7 separate regions of the Mus musculus genome follow, and all the other regions are linked to region 2. A link is a contact called in public HiChIP or PLAC-seq and promoter capture Hi-C data. All regions are on one chromosome and are shown on one strand. Each heading gives the region's core, a stretch centred on a gene start, on an enhancer-like site or on the middle of the called end of the contact. The rest is flanking DNA. Distances are from core to core; before and after follow the strand shown. Region 1 overlaps Rnf213 (ring finger protein 213). Region 2 holds the start of Tepsin (TEPSIN, adaptor related protein complex 4 accessory protein). Region 3 holds the start of Csnk1d (casein kinase 1, delta). Region 4 holds the start of Gaa (glucosidase, alpha, acid). Region 5 overlaps Rnf213 (ring finger protein 213). Region 6 holds the start of Card14 (caspase recruitment domain family, member 14). Region 7 holds the start of Dus1l (dihydrouridine synthase 1-like (S. cerevisiae)).

Region 1 (2,700 bases), core at 66-2,565, 660 kb before region 2:
ATGACTGGAAGATTAGTGTCCTAACCAGGTTTGTTAGAAATAGAACCGGGAGGAAAGAAAATTCTGTGCCGGCTTAAAGCTAAGGGGTTACTGAGAGCTTATTTATTGAGACTGACCTCTAGTTAGGCTCCAGTCCCATAACAAAAGGAGACAACCTTAACTTACAACTGGTTCTTAGGTCCATCCCCTTACGAAAACACATGAGGCTCATGGGGGTAGCACAGGGTTCTGGTCTGCCATTAAGTTTCCTATGCTCTTTACTGTGAAAAGTACAAATCTGCCAGGTTGGCAAGATGACCCTGGATAACAAGTATTCACAAAGAGCAACACTGATGTGTATCTGTACACCTGATCATCTCTGTTCAAATTGTTCAAAGTGCAACCTGGGGCCGGAACCTGAAAGACATCAAAGATAACAGCATAGCTGGGCGTGGTGGCGCACGCCTTTAATCCCAGCACTTGGGAGGCAGAGGCAGGCGGATTTCTGAGTTCGAGGCCAGCCTGGTCTACAAAGTGAGTTCCAGGATAGCCAGGGCTACACAGAGAAACTCTGTCTCCAAAACAAAATAAAAAAGATAACAGCATATGTGGAATGTATAAGCCTAAGGTGCGTAGATGTTAGTAAATGCAGAGCCTGGCACACACCTATATTAAGGAGACTTTTCTTGTTGGTATCCAAGTGTTCAGGGAAGGCGTATTAGTTCTATAACCTCTATAACCTCAGGCACCAGAGGCAATGAGGTCCTCTTGGACCTGAAGAGGAACTTGGTACTTGAAGAGGTTTGGAGCTCACACATACTCACAGGTGTATGTGCATAGTGAAGACACAAGCCCTTGATTGTGTTAGAAAATGCATCTTTGTTAGGGATGTGTCTTCTAATTTAGTTCTCTAAACCCTTAGCAGGCAAAAGTTTCCAGTCCATGGGGACAAATTAAGTTCAGTGCAGACTGTGTGGAGAGTTAAGACAGAAAGACAGCGGTTAGGGAATTCAGTGATCATCTTTTTTATCTGTGATTCCTTTTTGCAGAACGCACGTGCACCCCTGTTCAAGTTTCTTGATCTCTTCCCCAAAGTCACCTGCCGTCCTCCCAAGGAAGTGATAGACATGGAGCTGACTCCAGAGAGGAGCCACACAGACCCTGCCATGGACCCAGTGGAGTTCTGCAGTGAAGCTTTCCAACGACCTTACCAGTATTTAAAACGGTTCCATCAGCAGCAGAACCTGGACACATTTCAGTATGAAAAAGGCTCTGTGGAAGGCTCTCCTGAGGAGTGCCTGCAGCACTTCCTCATTTACTGTGGCCTCATAAACCCTTCCTGGTCAGAGCTTCGGAACTTTGCTTGGTTTCTGAACTGTCAGCTCAAAGACTGTGAGGCGTCTATCTTTTGCAAGTCAGCTTTTACTGGAGACACACTTCGGGGCTTCAAGAACTTTGTGGTGACCTTCATGATCTTAATGGCCAGGGATTTTGCTACTCCGACTCTTCACACTTCAGACCAAAGCCCAGGTAGGCAGTCAGTCACCATTGGCGAAGTTGTTGAAGAAGACCTAGCTCCCTTCTCTCTTCGAAAGAGGTGGGAGTCAGAGCCCCATCCATATGTTTTCTTCAATGGTGACCACATGACCATGACATTCATAGGTTTTCACTTGGAGACCAATAACAATGGCTATGTTGATGCCATCAATCCCTCAAATGGTAAGGTCATCAAAAAAGACGTCATGACCAAAGAACTGTTTGATGGGCTGAGGCTTCAGAGAGTGCCCTTCAACATTGACTTTGATAACTTGCCCAGATATGAGAAGCTTGAAAGACTCTGCCTGGCACTAGGTATTGAGTGGCCTATTGATCCTGATGAAACATATGAACTTACCACAGACAATATGCTTAAGATCCTGGCCATTGAAATGCGGTTCCGATGTGGGATCCCTGTTATCATCATGGGAGAGACAGGCTGTGGGAAAACCAGGCTCATCAAATTTCTTAGTGACCTCAAGCGTGGTAGTGTGGAGGCAGAAACGATGAAGTTAGTGAAGGTCCATGGAGGGACAACACCATCCATGATCTACTCCAAGGTCAAGGAGGCTGAGAGAACAGCCTTCTCCAATAAGGCCCAGCACAAGCTGGATACCATCTTGTTCTTTGATGAAGCCAACACAACAGAAGCTGTAAGCTGTATCAAAGAGATCTTGTGTGATCGGACAGTGGATGGTGAGCACCTACATGAGGACTCTGGCCTGCATATCATTGCTGCCTGCAACCCATATCGGAAGCACTCCCAGGAGATGATCCTCCGCCTGGAGTCAGCAGGTTTGGGATACAGAGTGAGTGCAGAGGAGACTGCAGACAGGCTGGGCTCCATCCCTCTGCGGCAGCTGGTCTACCGTGTTCATGCTCTGCCTCCAAGCCTCATTCCTTTGGTATGGGACTTTGGGCAGCTGAATGACTCTGCAGAAAAGCTCTACATCCAGCAGATCGTACAGAGACTGGTGGACTCCGTCTCTGTGAATCCCAGTGAGACTTGTGTGATTGCAGATGTGCTCTCTGCCTCGCAGATGTTCATGAGGAAGAGGGAGAATGAATGTGGTTTCGTCAGCCTCCGGGACGTGGAGCGCTGTGTCAAAGTTTTCCGGTGGTTTCATGACCATAGTGATATGCTCTTAAAGGAGCTCGACAAGTTTCTCCATGAATCCAGTGACA
Region 2 (2,700 bases), core at 53-2,552:
GCAGTATCCCTTCCTGCTATGTCAGGATCCCCTCCGTACTAAACACTAAACCCACCAATGGGAACAGTGCAGAAGGATACTGGCGATCTCTTCAAACAGGTAGCCTGGACATGGGATGCTATCATCTGAGGTCCCCTTCAACAGGATGGGGAGCTGTAGGGGAATGAGGGCCATGGTGAGCTGCCATCTTAGACAGGGTAGGTCCCAGCCACTGAAGGGAATGGAAGCAAGCCTCATGCTGACTGGGGCTAAAACTGCCCAGGAGAGAGTCTGGGCAGGGCCACAGTCACCCTAAGGGCCACAAAGCAGAGCTGCAAACAGGCTCTGCTCTGGCATGGAGGAGTGACCCGGGAAAGAGGAAAATCAACAAAGGTTCTCTAACGAGGTCAAGATGAGGTTCAGCCCCTGCCTCCTACACTAAGTAACAGCAACAGAAAGAATCTCAGGGCTTTCTGTGCATTGGATGGGTGAGACTACTGGGTACAGACCCAAAGAGTGAGAACCGCTCAGCTTGGGGACTTTAAGGTTCCTTGAAGATAGCAAACTTCCATCTTATTGAGTCATGAATCAGCTTGGTTGTGCTTGCTTACTTACTTCCTTGCGTGTCCCTGCAAGCCTATGGTGTTTACTTGGTTGAAATCTGGGAACACCTCATCTCATCCATCAGTATCTGGATGAGAGGGCGAGGTTTAGGAACATTTAAGACAAGTATGTCTTCACCGTGCTATTTGTCTACAGTGCCTTCAAGGGGATCTGTAGGGAGGGAGCTGCACAGTTCAGTACTTCAGATCTTGTCCCAGACTTGAGTGATCTGATCTCTTGTAGCAGGGACTCTTAAAAGCCTAAGAAGGGTCCCTGGGGCCACTCAGTGCCCTCAAGATCCAGTCAGAAAGCTCAAGGCAATCAATTTATTGCAGTCAACAGCTGGCAGCAGGCTCCGCTCTCGCCACCCCGTGGCTATGGCCTTCCAGATGCCCCCTGTCCCCCAGAGATGTACGAGCTTCCAGGATCTTCTGAAATGAAGCCTGGGGAGAGCCGATGGGCCCCGCTGGAGATCGCCCGCCGCCCTTGGGGTTAACCTTCTGCTATCACGGCAGGCACACTCATTCTCGGCAGCTGCTGGACAGTGTCTGTCCCCGCTAATCTAGCGAGGTTCCCGGGCGCCGGAGGTCAGCACACCCGGCGAGTTTCACTCACCCTATGCAAGAAGCTCAAGCGGTCCCGCAGGGGCGGCACAGCTGCCATGGTCCAGGTAACCTCCCAAACTGCCCCGCTTCCGCCAGGCTTCGATCCTCCAATCGTCGCGCTCCTCTCGCTCCCCCGACCAATCGCTCGCAAGGGGCGGGCACGAAGGCGGGAACATCTGCGTCTCAGCCAATCCAAAGTCTCAGCAAGAGACGGACAAGAACGGCGACCAATTACAGAAGCACAGGACTGTGACTCTGACCAACCAGAAAATAGGATAGGCGGAGAGTCCGGATGTTCACGCGTTCGACTCCGGAAGAGGCAGGGCCCAAGATGGCGGCGCCCTCGAGAGCCTAAAAGGACCGCTCATGTCTGTGAACGGAGCGGTGTGGGGGCGTGTGCGGAGCCGTTTCCGAGCCTTCCCCGAGCATCTGGCGGCCTGTGGAGCTGAGGTACGGAGCGAACGGAGCGGAAGCGGAAGCGGGATGGGTGGCGACTCGGGTCAGGTCCCTGTACTGTCCCGTCTTCCCTCAGGCCTCGGCTTATGGCAAGTGCGTGCAGGCGTCCACCGCCCCAGGAGGCCGCCTGAGTAAGGACCTCTGCGTTCGCGAGTTCGAGGCCCTGCGGAGCTGCTTCGCCGCCGCGGTAGGTGGGCGTGTCCCTGCTACGTCATCTCTGTCTGGCGTCCTCTTTTCCGCCAAGCAACTCCAGTGACAAGGGGACAGGGCCTCCAGTTAGCTGTTGGCGTCTTGCCGATGGGCAACCCGATGAGACCGACCCCAGCTCCACTTGGTTTCTCCCAGCAATTCCTGCTAGATGCCAGGGCAGTGTCCTGCTAGGCACGCACCCCTGACGCACCCTGTCCCCGAGGAGTAAAGTGCAAGGTCCGCAGCAGGTTCTCCCTGCAGCACGGAAGCGATGCTGAGAGCCGCTTGGGTTCTTGATCCTGGCCTTTTTGCCCATGACCCCTCCACTAGAGCTAGGGTCGGTGGTTAAGAACCCAGGGTGACAGACACACTGCATCAGAAGCAGGTCCACAGTAGCCTCGGCGGGAATGAGGAGCAGTGTTTGAGTTGACTACAGCCCAGCCTCACCTACATACAGCCTTTGGTTTCCCGGCAGAGGCTGTTCAGTCGTCAGGTGTTGCGCTTTTCTTGTTCCTTCTAACTTGACACAAGCCTTTACTCTTGTGGTTGGTGGCCAGCAGCTGTCATTGAAACCCTAAACACACTCCTAATGCTCAGAGTTTCTGCTGTCCCTGCCACCCTCTCTGTGGCTGACCAGAATTGTGTGACTCCATCTGCTGCTTTGCCTGGACCAGATAAAGGCACCCCCCTGTGGTTCCCCCTCCATCCCTGCCCATCTCATAACAGAAACTCTCAGTCACAGGGGCCAGGCGTCCTCTGTAGGTGAGCCCAGGCTGGGACCCCCCGAGACACACTAGCATCTCAGTTCTTTAGCGTGGTTGGGATAAGGTGGCATTTGATGTGGTAGATGTCTTGCTTTAAGCCATAT
Region 3 (2,700 bases), core at 3-2,502, 890 kb after region 2:
CCTCAAGACCCCAACCAAACCAAGGCCTTTCAGGCCAGGCACAGGGAACATTTTCAGTCCTGATTTGGAGGAGAGTGGCAGCCAGGAGGCTATGGGTGATCCCTTTAGCGGGTCAGCTAAGTGGAGATGCCATTGTGGAAAAGAGCAGGCCCAGACTGCTCCAAGAACCCTCAGAAATCAGCCGGTCGTTTCCCCCATTTCTGACCGGGACACTCCCCACCTCCACACTACATCTGGCTTATTTTGACATTTCTCCCCCACACATGAAAACATCCAGGACGCCACTGCAGAGCTGAGGAACAGCACCAGACCCTTGGCGGAGCAGAGCATGGCCTTTGTTTACTGCGGTGACCTTAGGTGGGGGAGGATGCTGACGCCCGGCCCAGGCCCTGCCCCCTCCGGGCCCCACCCCCAGCCTGCTGCCCTCCCCTGCCCCGCTCTCCCCTCCCCCTCCCCGCTGTCCCCCCCCGGCCCCCGCCCCCAGTCCTTTTCCCACGCCCTCTGACACCCCACCACCGAGGCCCGCTGGCCCCCGCCTCTAGGCCTCCTTCTTCCTCTCCCGGGTCCCCGACCATCCCCAGACACGCTCCGAGCTCTGCCCCCCGGCCTGCAGTCCCCAAGACCGGCCTGTCCTTCCAGCCCTTCCCCGCACCCCACCCCGACCCGCCGCGCCGCGCCCAGCCCCCCGGCCGCGCTCGCACAGCGGCCGTTGGTGTCTGGCCGAGGCCGGTGCCCGGGCCCTCGGCTGCGGGGATGCCGAACGTCCACTCCGGCCCTCCGCAGGCCTCGGCCTGCCGGGGACCCCGCCCGCCGATCCGCAAGGCCCCCGGGCGCTCGATGGCGCCGGGCCTCACCGAGATAGATGTCTCCGAAGGAGCCGCTGCCGATCTTGCGGCCCAGTCGGTACCTGTTCCCGACCCTCAGCTCCATGGCAGCGGTGCGGCTCGCTACTGCCCGCCCGGCCGCTTCCTGGGTCTGCGCTCCGGGAGGCGGCGCCGCTGCTGCCGCTACTGCGGGTCCGGTCCGACTCCGCCCCCCTCACGGCCCCGCTTTCACCATCGCTTTCCGGTCGCCCCGTCGCTCTCAGCGCCTCAATACGGGGCGGATGGGACAGTCCGAGCGCCGCCGCCGCTGCTCCGGCCCTTGCCGGCCCCGCTCGCCCTCTCCCCGCCGCGGATGGACTCGGATCTTCCGGGCCTAAATCCCCCTTCAGCTGCCTAAAGGAGCCGCCGCCATCGCGCTGTGACGTCACTTCCCCTAGCAACCCAAGGGGGCGGGGCCACCGTGCTCGGGGGCGGGGCTTGGCTACTTGATGGATTGCGCAGTCGCAACCAGGCCTGTTTCTCTGTCCCAGTGTCCACCGTTCCCGCAGGATGACTCCAGCTGGTCTCTTTGGTCTTCCCATTTGTCTCCAATAGAAGTCCGAGGAAGCTAAGCCATGTGTGGTAAGAAATGCCTGTAGTTCCAGCCCTTGGGAGTTCGAGACCAGCCTGGGCTATAGCGACCCTGCCCCTAAACAGGCAGAGAGAAGCCGAATAGCAGTTCCTTTTGTAGACCCCGGGAAAGGCCCTTTACAGATAGGGGAAAAGGGCAGAGAGGGCGGTCCAGGCCTAGCTCTGAGATCACAGGTAGACAGTTAGCTTTTGTAGGAATCACCAGTTGTGGGCTTTGAATGGTGCAAAACGTGCCTGCTGCTGCCTGCCAGCTTCTTGCACACAAGGGTGGAAGAAAAGAGGTCTTCCTGGGACCCACTGTGGGCAGGAAGGTCAGTGTTGAGTTCACTGAGGGTGTAGAGGGTATGTCTCAGACTCTGATCGCTCTCCAGGGCTGTCTGCCTGGAGAGAGAGTCAACATTTTTATCTGGTCTGCATTGGATCTGCATGTTCCCCTGGCAAACACAAACATGAATTCTGAAGTTCAGGCTGACGGCCAGCTTCCAAGACTTGGCTGTCCATTCTGACCACTGAGGAGGGACTCTGGAGGAGCTACCACACAGGAGGTGCCCCCTAACCAGGAGGGGACAACCTTCCAAATAGATGCTTTTCTAGGCCCACTCTCACCCAGCCAGAAACACGAGAGTCACAGATGAGTGTAATGCTTCTATTTGGTCAGCTAGCACCCGTAGCATCTGCACAGGGTATCACGCTGCATGACAACTCAGCAGCCCTGCAGAAGCACGTGGAGCTGACATGTCTTCTAGTCTCCCAGCTCCACCACCCTTCCTTTTGGTGGTCCTGCAGTGCCTGCCTGCACACAGTTGGCAGTCAGGTTGGGGAGCATTACACAGCCGGAGACAGAAGACACCACAAGGCAAACTGAAACCAGTGGTCACTGAGCGGCAGGTATGGGAACTGCCTAGCTTTTTAGTCCAGGAGTCAGAGCCAGATGCGGCCAAACTAGTAAAAATAATCTTACTGACAGAATTCAAGTATAATTTTTTTTCTGTTGATGAACAATACCTAACTTCATCTGAGAAGCCCCTATATTGAACTGAAAACAGCAAACCTGGTATCTGGCCTAACCTCTCTCTTACCAACCTCGGGCCTGATCTTTGCCTAGCGGTCTTCCCTCTGGGAGCACCTGCTCTGTCTGGAATAGAGAGCCGAGGGTGTGAGCTGCTGCGTGCCTAGGGCTCTGCACACCCTTCTTATTACTTGTATACAGGACAGTCAGCTGATAAAGTGACCAAAGTTCTTGCTG
Region 4 (2,700 bases), core at 99-2,598, 830 kb before region 2:
CTGTCGGACCCCAGAATAGGCACAAGCCACCAGGAACAAAGGTGAAGAACAGCAGCAAATGACTCGGCAGGTGTAAGGGGGGATGGGCGGGCCCAAGACAGGGTCTCTGTGTACCGTTGGCTATCCTGGAACTCACTCTGTATGTACACCAGGCTGTCCTGAAAATCAGAGCTCCACTTGCTTCTGCCTCACAGTGCTGGGATCAAAGGCGTGTGCTGCCATTGTTGGCTGCTGGTGTCATTTTTAAGAAGAGAGAAGGGGCCGGGCGTGGTGGCGCACGCCTTTAATCCCAGCACCCGGGAGGCAGAGGCAGGCGGATTTCTGAGTTCGAGGCCAGCCTGGTCTACACAGAGAAACCCTGTCTCAAAAAACCACACAAAAAAAAAAAAAAAAAAAAAAGAAGAGAGAAGGGGAGGCCTGTGTTAGGATGGGCTAGCATGCGGTGGTAAGGTTTGGTTTGGTGTATTAATTACATGAACCAAAGGGGGCTTCGGATTGCTGGACTTCAATACTTTAACAGCTGGCCCCTGGCAGTCAGCCTTAGGCGGAGGAAGTGGCCAAATAAGGGAAGAGACCTTGATGGCTAGCTTTAGGAATGTAATCTAATGTTTGTTTGTTTTGTTTTGTTTTGTTTTTCTTTAGCAAGGCAGAGGGAATGGGCACAAGGGAAAGATTGCCAGAGCCAAGCTCAGCACATTCAAGCTGGCCAGAGTCCATCCACCTTCCCTCGCTGGCCAGTCCTCTTGGCTCTCATTATCCTGCCTGCACACACTGTGCTCCGACAAGCTGCCAGAGCTGAGGACACCGTCTTCTCAGGCCTTTCTCCTCTCCCAGCATGGGATGGGGAGGGGGGCGTTGAATTTCTTGGTGTACATTGTTTCAAAAGTTTGACAGCCAGAGGCACAAATGCCCCTCCACCCCCCAGTGGTCCCAGCAGTACAGGAGAGTCAGGGCCTTGCACATGGTAGGCCAGTGCTCTACCCCTATCTACATCCGGCCTGCCAACTTTGGTTTTTGAAACAGAGTTTCACCAGGTGTCGTATGCTGGCCTCAAATTGTCAATCTTTCTTGCTGCTGCTTCCCGAGTGCTGGGATCACATGCCTGCACTACTACCCCGGGCTTCTGGCTCAATGTATGACCTGCATCATACTTATATCAAATGCCCCGGATCATTTACTGTTTCACCATCGTAGGTTTTCTGTGCGATCACGTGTTTGACTCTGACTCCAGGTCTGGGCTGGTTTAATCTACTGGAGCTTTTGCAACGCGATGACGTCCTATGGCTGCCATTCCAACACCTGCGCTCACTGTCGCCCTCAGCCACTAGGGGGCGCAGCGATAACACTCACACGGACTCCGCCGCCTACGCAGGAGGTCGTGTGACGAGGTCCGCGCGGACGAGCCCCGCCCACAGACCACGTGACCCACGCTGCCCGCTGAGCCTGGGGGTCTTCGGCCTGGAGGGTGATTGCGCAGGTGAGCTGGGCGAGCTGGTGAAGGCTGTCTCCGGCCCCAGAGCCTCCGGAGGAGCGGCCTCCTCCAGGCAGGCAGGGCCGACTGTCAGCGAGTTCCTGCTTTGGAGAATCGAGCAGAGACACGCGGCATAGGTGAGACCCCCGACCCAGGCAGCCACGGACGGTGACCTTAGTAAGACAGCAGGCTCCGGTAAAGTCCGGGATTCTAGTTCGTGCCCGCAGTACCAGGCGGGCAAAGCTCTGTGTGTATGTGACGCAGGGGGAAACTGAGGCACAGAGAAACCGAGAACCTTCACTTTGACCTCCCGTGTCTGACAGGTTGGATTTGGACACGCCTGTGCCTGGTGACGCAGCGATCCAGCTGCTTTCCAGAAAGCAAGCTTGAGGTCACCAGGTCAGCCGTGGCCTCTGAGTTCAGTTCCTTCCCATGTTTTTTTCTCTAAATTGTGGCTGAGAGAACGGGCCTCAGCTGCCTGCTCCCAGTTTCTGGGACTTTGTTCTAATGCGTGTGTTTCTGAGTTGCGCCCTGCGGCCTCCTTGGAGGGTCCTGGAAAATGCAGATTCCCACCCTGCCCCGCAGAATTTGAGCCTGCGAGTGTCCTTAGATGCTGAATCATGGTCAGTGTCACTTACGTCTGGAAGGGCCAGGTGGAGCTGGGCCTTACTCGGCAGTAAAGACAAAATGGGTCTCTGGTCTTCGAGCCAGATCCACACACTGGATCTTTCTGTGGCTCATTATGGTGGCTCATTATGGCCGCTGGGCACCTGAAAGACCAAGGCGTGATTGGAGGGTAGGAAACTGCAGCCTACGCAAGCACTCCAACTCCCTCAAGATGCTGGAGAATCACTCACCATGGTAACGGATTTCAGTCATGCCTACGTAACCGAAGGCCCACAGAACTGAACAGAGCTGGCTGTGGTCTCCAATGCCAGAAAGCCCAGCGTGTAGGAGATGGTGGCAGGGACCCAAGCCATCCCTGGCTTCATAGCAAGTTAAGGCAAGCCTGGGCTACTGCAGACCCTGTCTCAACATGGCAGCCACGTGGGTTCAGAGACCATCCCAGTTGATCAACACATTTGAGTGTTGGGAGCCTGGGAGCCACTCCCAACCGTTCTCCACCCATTTCTTCATTCTGGCTGTTCTTGAGTTACAGCTTTCAAAACCAACCAACCAGTAAATATAAGTGAAGTGCTTTTCTGAGTTCTGTGAGATAGTCTAGTGAA
Region 5 (2,700 bases), core at 156-2,655, 680 kb before region 2:
GCGTGGTCCCTCTTGAAAGCTTATCTTCCTACTTGGAGAACTCCATAGACTACCTGAGTGATGTGCCCGTGAGGGTCCTGGACTGTTTGCAAGGGATTTCATACCGTCTTCCAGGGCTAAGGAAGATCTCAAACCAGAACATGAAGAAGGTGTGTTGTGGGGACAGGTTAGCAAGTGCTGGCTTAGGAAGAACAGGTTAACTGCCACAGGGCGGGGAGCACTCAGTGTTAGAGCAAAAGCCCGAGTCTCATCCTCAGCACCACAAGCCCAAGGAAAGAGAGGTGAGTGAGGGAGGAGTGAAAACACACACACACACACACACACACACACGAGAGGGGTGGGGTGGGGGTGGTGGTGGCGTGTAGATTTAGTCAGATGTAATGACGTTGGTTCTGCTAGGTGTGGTGATGTTTCCTGTGGGCAAAGGCTAGTTTGCCTGAGTTTATCAATAGCTTTTTCAACTTCTATCTTAATTTCTTTAAACAGCTGTGCTTGGTGGAACTCTAAGGCAGGGTGGGTGTGACCTGAGACACACAGAGAACATGGATCTATCAGGCTGGGTGATGGTCCATTTGGTAAAGTGCCTGCCTGCCACACAAGCTTGAGGATCTGAATGAATGGAACCACACTGACTCCCAGCACACTGTGGCCTGCACTTACAGGGGCCAGATCCTTGCTTACTGTCCAGCCACTTAACTGGTGATTTCCAAGCCAATGAGAGATGCTGTCTCAGAAGCAAATGGATGGCTTCTGAGCAAACACAGTCTACTACACACGTGTGAAAACACACACACACACACACACACACACACACACACACACACACACACACACACACACACAGGTATGCTCAGAAGACAGAAAGCCTTGTGATTTTGTATTGTGACTTTACTAATGTGAGGCAGAAGCGTAGCTGTTTGGAATCAGTGCTCTGTGTGTCCAGAGGCCTTTCTTTTCTTGGCTCAATCTCCACAAACACAGCCACGTCAAGATTACATCCTCCCTTCTCTTCACTGTCTTAGGATGTCGAGAACGTCTTTAAAATGCTGATGCACCTTGTGGACATTTATCAGCACAGGTAAGTAGAGAGGCCAAAGGCAGCTTTGTTTTCCACACAGCTCTGGGAGGAATGGTGGCTGTCCCTGCTGGCCACAGCTTCCTGCACACATGCTGCCTCACTGGGGAGATTGCAAACCAACACCACGCTTTCCAAGCCATGAAGCGCTGTGTGTCCAGCTCTGGCTGATCAAGGTTTGCCCCTGCTCCATTTGCTGTGTGTCCCTTCACGGTACTTCCCGAGTCCTGGCTTCCATCTGGAGGCAATCAGGCGTTTGGAGAAGTCAAACGTGATCGTATGACTTCCTGTTCCCCTGGCTCTGACCAGGAGCCGAGCACAGGCAGTTGGAGGAAGGGTGAGTTCTCTCTCACTGTTTGAGGGCTACAGTCCACACCGGTGGGGAAGCCCTGTCAGGGGAGCAGGAAGCAGGTCTCGAGCTGCATCTGAAGTCAGGAAGTGGGGAGAGACCAGTGCTGATGGTCAGATCTTTTTCTGCCTTGACTTCAGCCTGCAGCTGCCATGAGTTGGAGTCACAGACATTTGTTCTGTGGGGACCCAGACTTTAAGTCCTCCGATAGTACAGCAAGTGCTTTTGACTACTGAGCCCTTTCTCCAGCCTCCACCCCCTTTTTCTTTTGCAAACTGAGGATTGAAACCCAGCATGTCAGGCATGCTGAGTAGTTAAACCCCTGCTTGCCCCGTGTGCAAACACACTCAGTAAACACGAACCAGCACGTGTAGGCCAGGAGACACCCCACACAGAGGACCCGCTCTTTTTAATTTAACCTTTTTCTTCCCCTCTTCGCTATTCTCATTTCTCACCTATTTCAATGATTTCTCTGTACTTTTTTTGGGTAGGATCTTTGGGGAGAACCTGCTACAGATCTACTTGACTGAGTGTTTGACCCTCCATGAAACTGTCTGCAACATCACAGCTAACCACCAGTTCTTTGAGATTCCTGCCCTGTCTGCTGAGCTTATCTGTAAACTGCTTGAGCTCAGTCCTCCAGGGGTGAGTGGGACTTGTTCGTCTGACACTGTATTGGAGGCGTAGGCTTCCGGTAACCTCAATTTGAAAGGGAATCCGAGCTGATTCAGCCATGAGGGAGTTGACTGAGGCTCTCTGTTCCAGCTGAGCTCTCTCTGGGCTGGAGGCAGTTCTGGGGCTTGGGTTGGAGGGAGGGAGGGAGGTGGTAGGCCAGGCTTCTGATGTCCAAGGGCAAGCTAAAGAGCAGAACCCCACTGTTAACTGGGTACTTCTTTCCCACTGTTGACAGAACACACTGGGGACCATCCTACCCTGAGCACAGGTCCACTCCTTGTTTTCCCCTTGGGAACTTTAAGTTAAACTGAAGAGCAAAATTGGTGTCCCTAGAGGTGGCCCAGTACACCTGCACCTTCACCAGCTTGCAGTCCTTTGTGCTTGCCGGAGAGAGCTGCATTCCGTGGCTGCCTCGTCAGATCTTCCTACCTCTCTTTGAACTTGATTTTTTTTTTTTTTTTTTTTTTTGGTTTTTTGAGACAGGGTTTCTCTGTGTAGCCCTGGCTGTTCTGGAACTCACTCTGTAGACTAGGCTGGCCTCGAACTCAGAAGTCCACCTGCCTCTGCTGGGCGCCACCACGCCCGGCTTCTGAACTTGATT
Region 6 (2,700 bases), core at 192-2,691, 790 kb before region 2:
ATGAGCAGAGACAGTCTATGGTTTTAGAGCTTTATTGTAGAAAGGCAGGGGAAAAGAGAGGAGATATAAAGAGAGAGAGACCAGCCGTGGCCAAGAGGAGAGAAGGGGAAAAGGAGAGAGAGAGAGAGAGAGAGAGAGAGAGAGAGAGAGAGAGAGTTAGAGAGTAAGAAAGGTGAAGGCTTAGAGAGAGGTAAAAGCTTGGAGAAAGAGAGCTTAGAAAACGAGGAGGGGCCAAGCAGCCCCTCTTATAGTGGGCTGTTATCTTGCTGTTGCTAGGTAACTGTGAGGAGTCTAGCCTGAAGGTCAGAAGCTTGGGACATTGTCTACATGACTGAAAGCCATGAGCCTCTCCTGTGGGGGCTGTGGGGGCAGTAACTTCGACAGGAGCCAGGGGTCTAGGAGACATGAGAGAACTCCTTCCATTCCATGTAGGCGAAAATTACCACCACCGGGTTTCACCAAGGTTCATGGCCTCAGCTCGACTGGAGACCAGGCCGTCTGTGCATATTCCATTGCCCCACATTCATGCAACTGTCCTAGGGGTGGGGCTGAACAGAGAACAAGAAAGACGAGAACTGTCATGTGCCATGGGGGAGAAAAAAATAAAAACAGACCACAAAATAGATCTGGGCAGACAAGTGAAACAGGCCAAGGGGGAGGGAGGGCCCAGACGAGAAGCCTGCAGTTTAAAATAGAAAGGCCTGGAAGGGCCTTTTTTATGGGAAGCTGGACCTGGAGTGGTGTCAGAAGGAGGTGAGGGAAGTTCCTGGCAGCGGGAACAGCAGGTGCAAAGGCTGGTGTAGGAGTAAGCCCGGAGCCTCAGACTTGGAAGGAGGCCTGCATGCCTAAAGGAGGTGAGAGGTGTGGGCGCTCAGCAGGTACCCCATAAGCACTGCAGACTGGGCACTGCACTCTTGGGTGCCCGCACACCAGAGGGAGTGCTTGGGTCACTGCCTGCTGTGTTGAGTGCTGGCAGTGGGAGGGGTCAAAGAGCCACTGTGCAGAAGAGGAGGACCACGGATGTAGATGTAAGGATCCCAGCCAGTAAAGCAATTAGATTCCAGAAAGAGTCCCTTTTGGCACAGCCCAAGTCCCCTTATGACATGCTGACCTTTAATGGGCCTGCTGGAATCATTATGCAATTCCTGTAATTGGTTATGGGAACGAGGAAGGCCCCGAAGTCATCTCAACCCTCCTAGGTTCTTTCCAAGAGTAGAGGCAAATGAACTGGGCTGACAGCTCAGGAAGGAGGGACGGTTCTCCTGGCTGCCACCACACCCTCTATCACAGCCCTCAGTGGGGAGACCAGATACCTGGCATCTCCCAACAGGTGGTGGCAACTCTCACATCAGCCAATCAGACCCAAGAGGAGGGAATGTGCTGGCCCTTCCCTTTGCACTTAAGCCTTGTATATAAGGCCCTGCTCCTGTGGGAAGATCCCAGATGACTGTGCCATCAAACCTGCTCCTCACTTGCTGTACAGCCCAGCCCAGCCTAAGACTGAGCCTCCGACCATCACTGCTACAGGACAGGAAGGCAAATGCAGAGTCTGTCCCACCAGAACCAGTCAGCATGCCAGAGGGACTGTGGACAGGTCAGGACAATGGACAGGTCAGGACAGGGTCCCAGCTGTTCTGAGGCAAAGAGGGGCTGCGGCCATCTCCCTCATTGAGAGGAGATGGCGCCTGGGAAATGAAGGGAACGGTTTGTCTCGCTGTGCTTGATTAAAGCGCAGGAACATTCTCGAGCTGCTGCACCCATCCCCCCACAGAGCCAGAGGGGCTGACGGGTGGAAGGAATGCTGGGATTTATGGTCACACCTTCGGGTTACTGAGGTTGAGTGGAGGGGAAAGCAGGTGTCTGGAGGCAGTGGACGGATTCTCACTGATATTTCTGGGACCAAGGGACTGGATTTTAGCAGAAGAATACAAAGGGGACCGTCCTCCCCTCTTGGCTGGGTGGCCCTCGGCTTAGCTGCTACATATGTCAGCCACGTGTTCTAACCTTCCGTCCAGGCTGTGTGTGTGTGTGTGTGTGTGTGTGTGCTCATGTGTAAGAGAGTGTGTATACGTGTGGGTGAGAGTGCGTGAGTGTGTATATGTGTGTGTGTATAAGATAGAGAGAGGAGAAACAGTGTATGATCATGTGTAAGAGACTGTGTATATGTGTGTGTATGTGTATAAAAGAGAGTGTGTGTGCTCATATGTAAGAGTGTGTATATGTGTACATGAGAGTGTGTGTGTTCATATGTAAGAGTGTGTATATGTGTACATGAGAGTGTGTGTGTATAAGAGAGAGAATGTGTGTGTATGAGAGAGGGAGAGGGAGAGGGAGAGGGAGAGGGAGAGGGAGAGGGAGAGGGAGAAGGAGAGGGAGAGGGAGAGGGAGAGGGAGAGGGAGAGGGAGAGAAGAGAGGTTTCTTCCTATCAGACAAAGCAAGAGGCTGAGCCTTGGGTTCTGAGAAGGCTGACTGACGGGAAGGTCTCCTAAGAGGAGGACCGTGCATGCAGGAAGGCTACTCTAGTGTTGGGCAGGGTGAGAAGATTCTAGAGAGCTAAGGCTACCCCGAGGGTGCCAGATCTGAGGCAAATTTTCTTTCTCATTTGGACTCACCCCTATCTCTAACCTTATAAGTTCCCTCCTACCAGCCCCACTTTCTGTTTGTTTTCTGAGACCAAGTCTTGCTCTGCTGCCCAGGAT
Region 7 (2,700 bases), core at 127-2,626, 700 kb after region 2:
AGACACGAATGCCACCCTCGGTCAGCCCAGGCCTAGGACTCTCCCTGCCTAGGCCACCCAGCCCTGTGAGGAATCCCATGGTGACTCAGTGAGCTATGGTCTTTCCACCGACATTGACAATATGACAACCACTAGGAATATGAGCTATAATGACATGTAACAGAAGCCACTGGCACAGACTTGTAAAGAACTGTTGGTTCTCGACAGGAGGGTACTGAGACGGAGAAGGATCAAGGTGACACTGGTGCTACACTCCTCACGTCCTCCAAGCTGCCCCTTCACCGGGACTCTGGCTAGTTCCCAGTTCTGGGGATGCCCACTCAGCAGCATGTGTCATGCAGGACTTCAGGGACCCCGACCCTTCTCCTGGGTTATATGTATATGACAGGGACAGCTTGGGAATGCTGTCCTTATATACAGGGTCTGGAGCTTAGGTGCTACCCAGTCCCTCAGCTCACCTGCACAATGAGAGGCCTGTCCTCGGGGCACACATCACAATACAAGTTCTCTTTGCGGTAGTTAGCATCTCTAACGAAGACCTGGGCATGTAGCATAGGGGTGTAGCATAGCTGGGCTCCATGGCGGCGGCTCAGAAGTCTCCAAGCTAGCTCACTCTGGTCCACCATGGGTGCCACCACATGTCGGGCACCCCCCAAGGTGCGGCTCCAAAACTCAAAACCCTGCAGTTTGGGCATCCTCTCCACACTAAGGGCAGAAGAGGAACAAGCGCTCATTTCAGCCATGGTATACCATCATACCCCAGGAGGGTACGAAGTTCAACTCCAGGAGCTGACCGCTCTCGTCAGCTTTTGCTGTCGGCTCTCCCAAGAACACGGTGAAAACAAGAGAGGTATCCGTAGGCACAGGGTTGAGGTGCCCTCCCTCCACCTTTCTGGCAGTGACCCTGACATACCACTCACCCTCTCTGGACCTTCTCCCCTTAAACGCCAGCCTGGTGCAGCGGGTGTGGAGGATGAACAGGTCTGTGGGACCTGCACAGCTGAGACCACCCGGCTGCACGAGGCCTGACGCCGCCTCGGATCTTGGGTTGGGAGAGTAGCGAGCACGTCAGCCTCCACGGCTCCTTTCCTGGTCGGGCCCAGAGCCCCCTGAGCTGCCCCTACCTAACCCCTGGGCTGGCTGGGGCCCGAGACCGCCACCGGACGTCCACGGGGCTTGAACTAGGACTACTTCCCGCACCGTCGGAGTTGGCCAGGGCTCGATGAAGGTCTGTGACTGCGGGCACGCTCCAAAGAAAGGGGCACACAAGGCCCCGTAGCCTCTGCCTGACCCGCGGCGCCGCCAGCAGGACCCGCACGAAGGCGGCGGGAGCCGCCAAGCGCCGTGGCTCAGACTCAGCGCAACGCCGCCGGAAGTGCCGGAGCCGGAAGCGTACTGCCAGGCGCTCCGCACCGTCTGCGGTGCAGCAAAAAATAAAGTCCTCGGAAACTGCAGCTCAGCGCTGAAGGGACCGGCCTTGTGGAAACGAGAGAGTTGAGCAAGAACAGACTGCGCATGCCCGGGGTCACGCTGTCCCTTCCAGACAATTGGCACTCGGAGGCCTTTCCTCCCACCTCTATCCCCCAACCCACCTCCGCAATCCAGGAGCAGCCCTTGGTTCTGCAGACACAAGACGTAAATTTAGTACACCACCACAATAGGAAACGAGATAAAGAATTATTACTTCAGATCCTGGGTAGAAAAGGCTACAGCAGGCCAGGCCTTTGTCGAGTAATGAGTCGCTTGCTAGAGGGAAGGAACATGCATAAAGAGATATGGGGCCGGGCAGTGGTGGCTCATGCCTTTAATCCCAGCACTTAGGAGGCAGAGGCCTGGCAGATTTCTGAGTTCGAGGCCAGCCCGGTCTACAGAGTGAGTTCCAGGACAGCCAGGGCTATACAGAGAAACCCTCCCCAGCTCTCAAAAACAAAAATAAAAAAAGTTCTCTCCTAAGTTCTTTTTGTCAGGGTATTTTAAACAGGAAACCAAACTATGGCCGTAAACTGTTACTGTTTTAATAGTAGTGATGTATTTCACTGAGAGAGATCTACCAGACTCTGCCTCCCAACACAGAATTCAAGGCCTGAACCGCCATGTCTGAGTTGTTTGACCACTCTTTAATCCTTCTACACTGCTTCCATGCACCTCGAGTTTTCAGAATCCAGAGTTTGTATCGTGCAACTCACATGCTTCCAGCCTTTCCCTCTGTGGTCAGACTTCCAACTCCACAAACCATTGAGTCCTGCTCTCCAGCCTTGGAACAATTGCTGATACATACTTTATAATGATATATGTATGTATAATGATACATGTATAACGGTATAATGATATAATGTAATATATATGCATTACTCAAGCCATTTATGATACTTTAATTTTCTGCCTTGTAAGGAAATGACAGGAAGCTGGGTGGTGACACCACACCTTTGATCCCAGCACTCAGGAGGCAGAGGCAGGAGCAGCTCTGTGAGTTGGAGGCCAGCCTGATTTAGATCAGAGCTAATTCAGGATAGCCAGGGCTACACAAAGAAACCTTATCTCGAAAAATAAAATAAAAAATAAATAAAGTAAATAAGAGGGGCAGGAGAGATGGCTCTGAGGTTAAGAGTACTAGTTGCTCTTCCAGAGGTCCTGAGGTCAGTTCCCAACACCCACAAGGCAGCTTACAACTGTCTGTAACTATAGTCTTATGGTTTCCAA

Evidence for each region. Promoter capture Hi-C pulls out the DNA fragments that hold promoters and counts their contacts. HiChIP or PLAC-seq counts read pairs in DNA pulled down with a chosen protein or histone mark.
Region 1: a contact with region 2 is called in an H3K4me3 HiChIP or PLAC-seq map of bone marrow-derived macrophages, with 4 times the contacts expected there. The contact joins the enhancer-like site here to the promoter of Tepsin in region 2. A contact is called at or near these places in 13 of 39 promoter capture datasets (the 3T3-L1 cell line, 3T3-L1-derived adipocytes, the C10 cell line and 7 more), 3 of 115 datasets of contacts at active chromatin or transcription factors (T-cell acute lymphoblastic leukemia, bone marrow-derived macrophages and large pre-B cells) and 1 of 9 other capture datasets (liver).
Region 3: an H3K27ac HiChIP or PLAC-seq map of thymic regulatory T cells shows a contact between it and region 2, with 5 times the contacts expected there. The contact joins the promoter of Csnk1d here to the promoter of Tepsin in region 2. A contact is called at or near these places in 2 of 39 promoter capture datasets (erythroid cells and pre-B cells) and 2 of 115 datasets of contacts at active chromatin or transcription factors (large pre-B cells and thymic regulatory T cells).
Region 4: an H3K27ac HiChIP or PLAC-seq map of embryonic stem cells shows a contact between it and region 2, with 5 times the contacts expected there. The contact joins the promoter of Gaa here to the promoter of Tepsin in region 2. A contact is called at or near these places in 9 of 39 promoter capture datasets (3T3-L1-derived adipocytes, cranial neural crest, embryonic stem cells and 5 more) and 4 of 115 datasets of contacts at active chromatin or transcription factors (astrocytes, bone marrow-derived macrophages, embryonic stem cells and 1 more).
Region 5: a contact with region 2 is called in an H3K4me3 HiChIP or PLAC-seq map of bone marrow-derived macrophages, with 2.5 times the contacts expected there. The contact joins the enhancer-like site here to the promoter of Tepsin in region 2. A contact is called at or near these places in 8 of 39 promoter capture datasets (the 3T3-L1 cell line, the C10 cell line, embryonic stem cells and 4 more), 3 of 115 datasets of contacts at active chromatin or transcription factors (T-cell acute lymphoblastic leukemia, bone marrow-derived macrophages and pancreatic cancer cells) and 1 of 9 other capture datasets (adipose tissue).
Region 6: a contact with region 2 is called in a promoter capture Hi-C map of pre-B cells, with 5 times the contacts expected there. The contact joins the promoter of Card14 here to the promoter of Tepsin in region 2. A contact is called at or near these places in 7 of 39 promoter capture datasets (the 3T3-L1 cell line, the C10 cell line, hippocampal neurons and 3 more), 2 of 484 Hi-C or Micro-C datasets (CD4 T cells and olfactory sensory neurons), 6 of 115 datasets of contacts at active chromatin or transcription factors (astrocytes, bone marrow-derived macrophages, embryonic stem cells and 2 more) and 1 of 9 other capture datasets (liver).
Region 7: a promoter capture Hi-C map of pre-B cells shows a contact between it and region 2, with 2.1 times the contacts expected there. The contact joins the promoter of Dus1l here to the promoter of Tepsin in region 2. A contact is called at or near these places in 2 of 39 promoter capture datasets (liver and pre-B cells).

The regions. Positions count from the first base shown.
Region 1 is chr11:119,439,161-119,441,860 of GRCm38.p6, forward strand. It overlaps Rnf213 (ring finger protein 213), which reads left to right. Exons shown (of 68, transcript NM_001040005.3): 29 at 1,029-2,700. Among named protein-coding and RNA genes, the nearest start is that of Mir1932, 50 kb to the left of the region's middle. Within about 2 kb of position 1,316, at least 2 of the 459 cell types and tissues checked have an H3K27ac peak or open chromatin away from gene starts, as enhancers often do. A contact at or near this core is called in bone marrow-derived macrophages, where this site is marked.
Region 2 is chr11:120,097,429-120,100,128 of GRCm38.p6, forward strand. It overlaps Tepsin (TEPSIN, adaptor related protein complex 4 accessory protein), which reads right to left and starts at 1,303. Exons shown (of 13, transcript NM_183137.2): 1 at 1,198-1,303; 2 at 81-153. The coding sequence starts at 1,245. Ndufaf8 (NADH:ubiquinone oxidoreductase complex assembly factor 8) reads left to right here and starts at 1,506. Exons shown (of 3, transcript NM_001110242.1): 1 at 1,506-1,637; 2 at 1,720-1,830. The coding sequence starts at 1,554.
Region 3 is chr11:120,990,081-120,992,780 of GRCm38.p6, forward strand. Csnk1d (casein kinase 1, delta) reads right to left here and starts at 1,253. Exons shown (of 10, transcript NM_027874.2): 1 at 855-1,253. The coding sequence starts at 930. LOC115486436 (a long non-coding RNA gene) reads left to right here and starts at 1,284. Exons shown (of 2, transcript XR_003949839.1): 1 at 1,284-2,700.
Region 4 is chr11:119,266,615-119,269,314 of GRCm38.p6, forward strand. Gaa (glucosidase, alpha, acid) reads left to right here and starts at 1,349. Exons shown (of 20, transcript NM_008064.4): 1 at 1,349-1,608.
Region 5 is chr11:119,418,151-119,420,850 of GRCm38.p6, forward strand. It overlaps Rnf213 (ring finger protein 213), which reads left to right. Exons shown (of 68, transcript NM_001040005.3): 12 at 1-149; 13 at 1,023-1,078; 14 at 1,916-2,069. Among named protein-coding and RNA genes, the nearest start is that of Mir1932, 29 kb to the left of the region's middle. Within about 2 kb of position 1,406, at least 56 of the 459 cell types and tissues checked have an H3K27ac peak or open chromatin away from gene starts, as enhancers often do. A contact at or near this core is called in T-cell acute lymphoblastic leukemia, bone marrow-derived macrophages and hematopoietic stem and progenitor cells, where this site is marked.
Region 6 is chr11:119,306,327-119,309,026 of GRCm38.p6, forward strand. Card14 (caspase recruitment domain family, member 14) reads left to right here and starts at 1,442. Exons shown (of 23, transcript NM_130886.4): 1 at 1,442-1,611.
Region 7 is chr11:120,795,019-120,797,718 of GRCm38.p6, forward strand. It overlaps Dus1l (dihydrouridine synthase 1-like (S. cerevisiae)), which reads right to left and starts at 1,377. Exons shown (of 14, transcript NM_026824.4): 1 at 1,125-1,377; 2 at 459-705. The coding sequence starts at 695.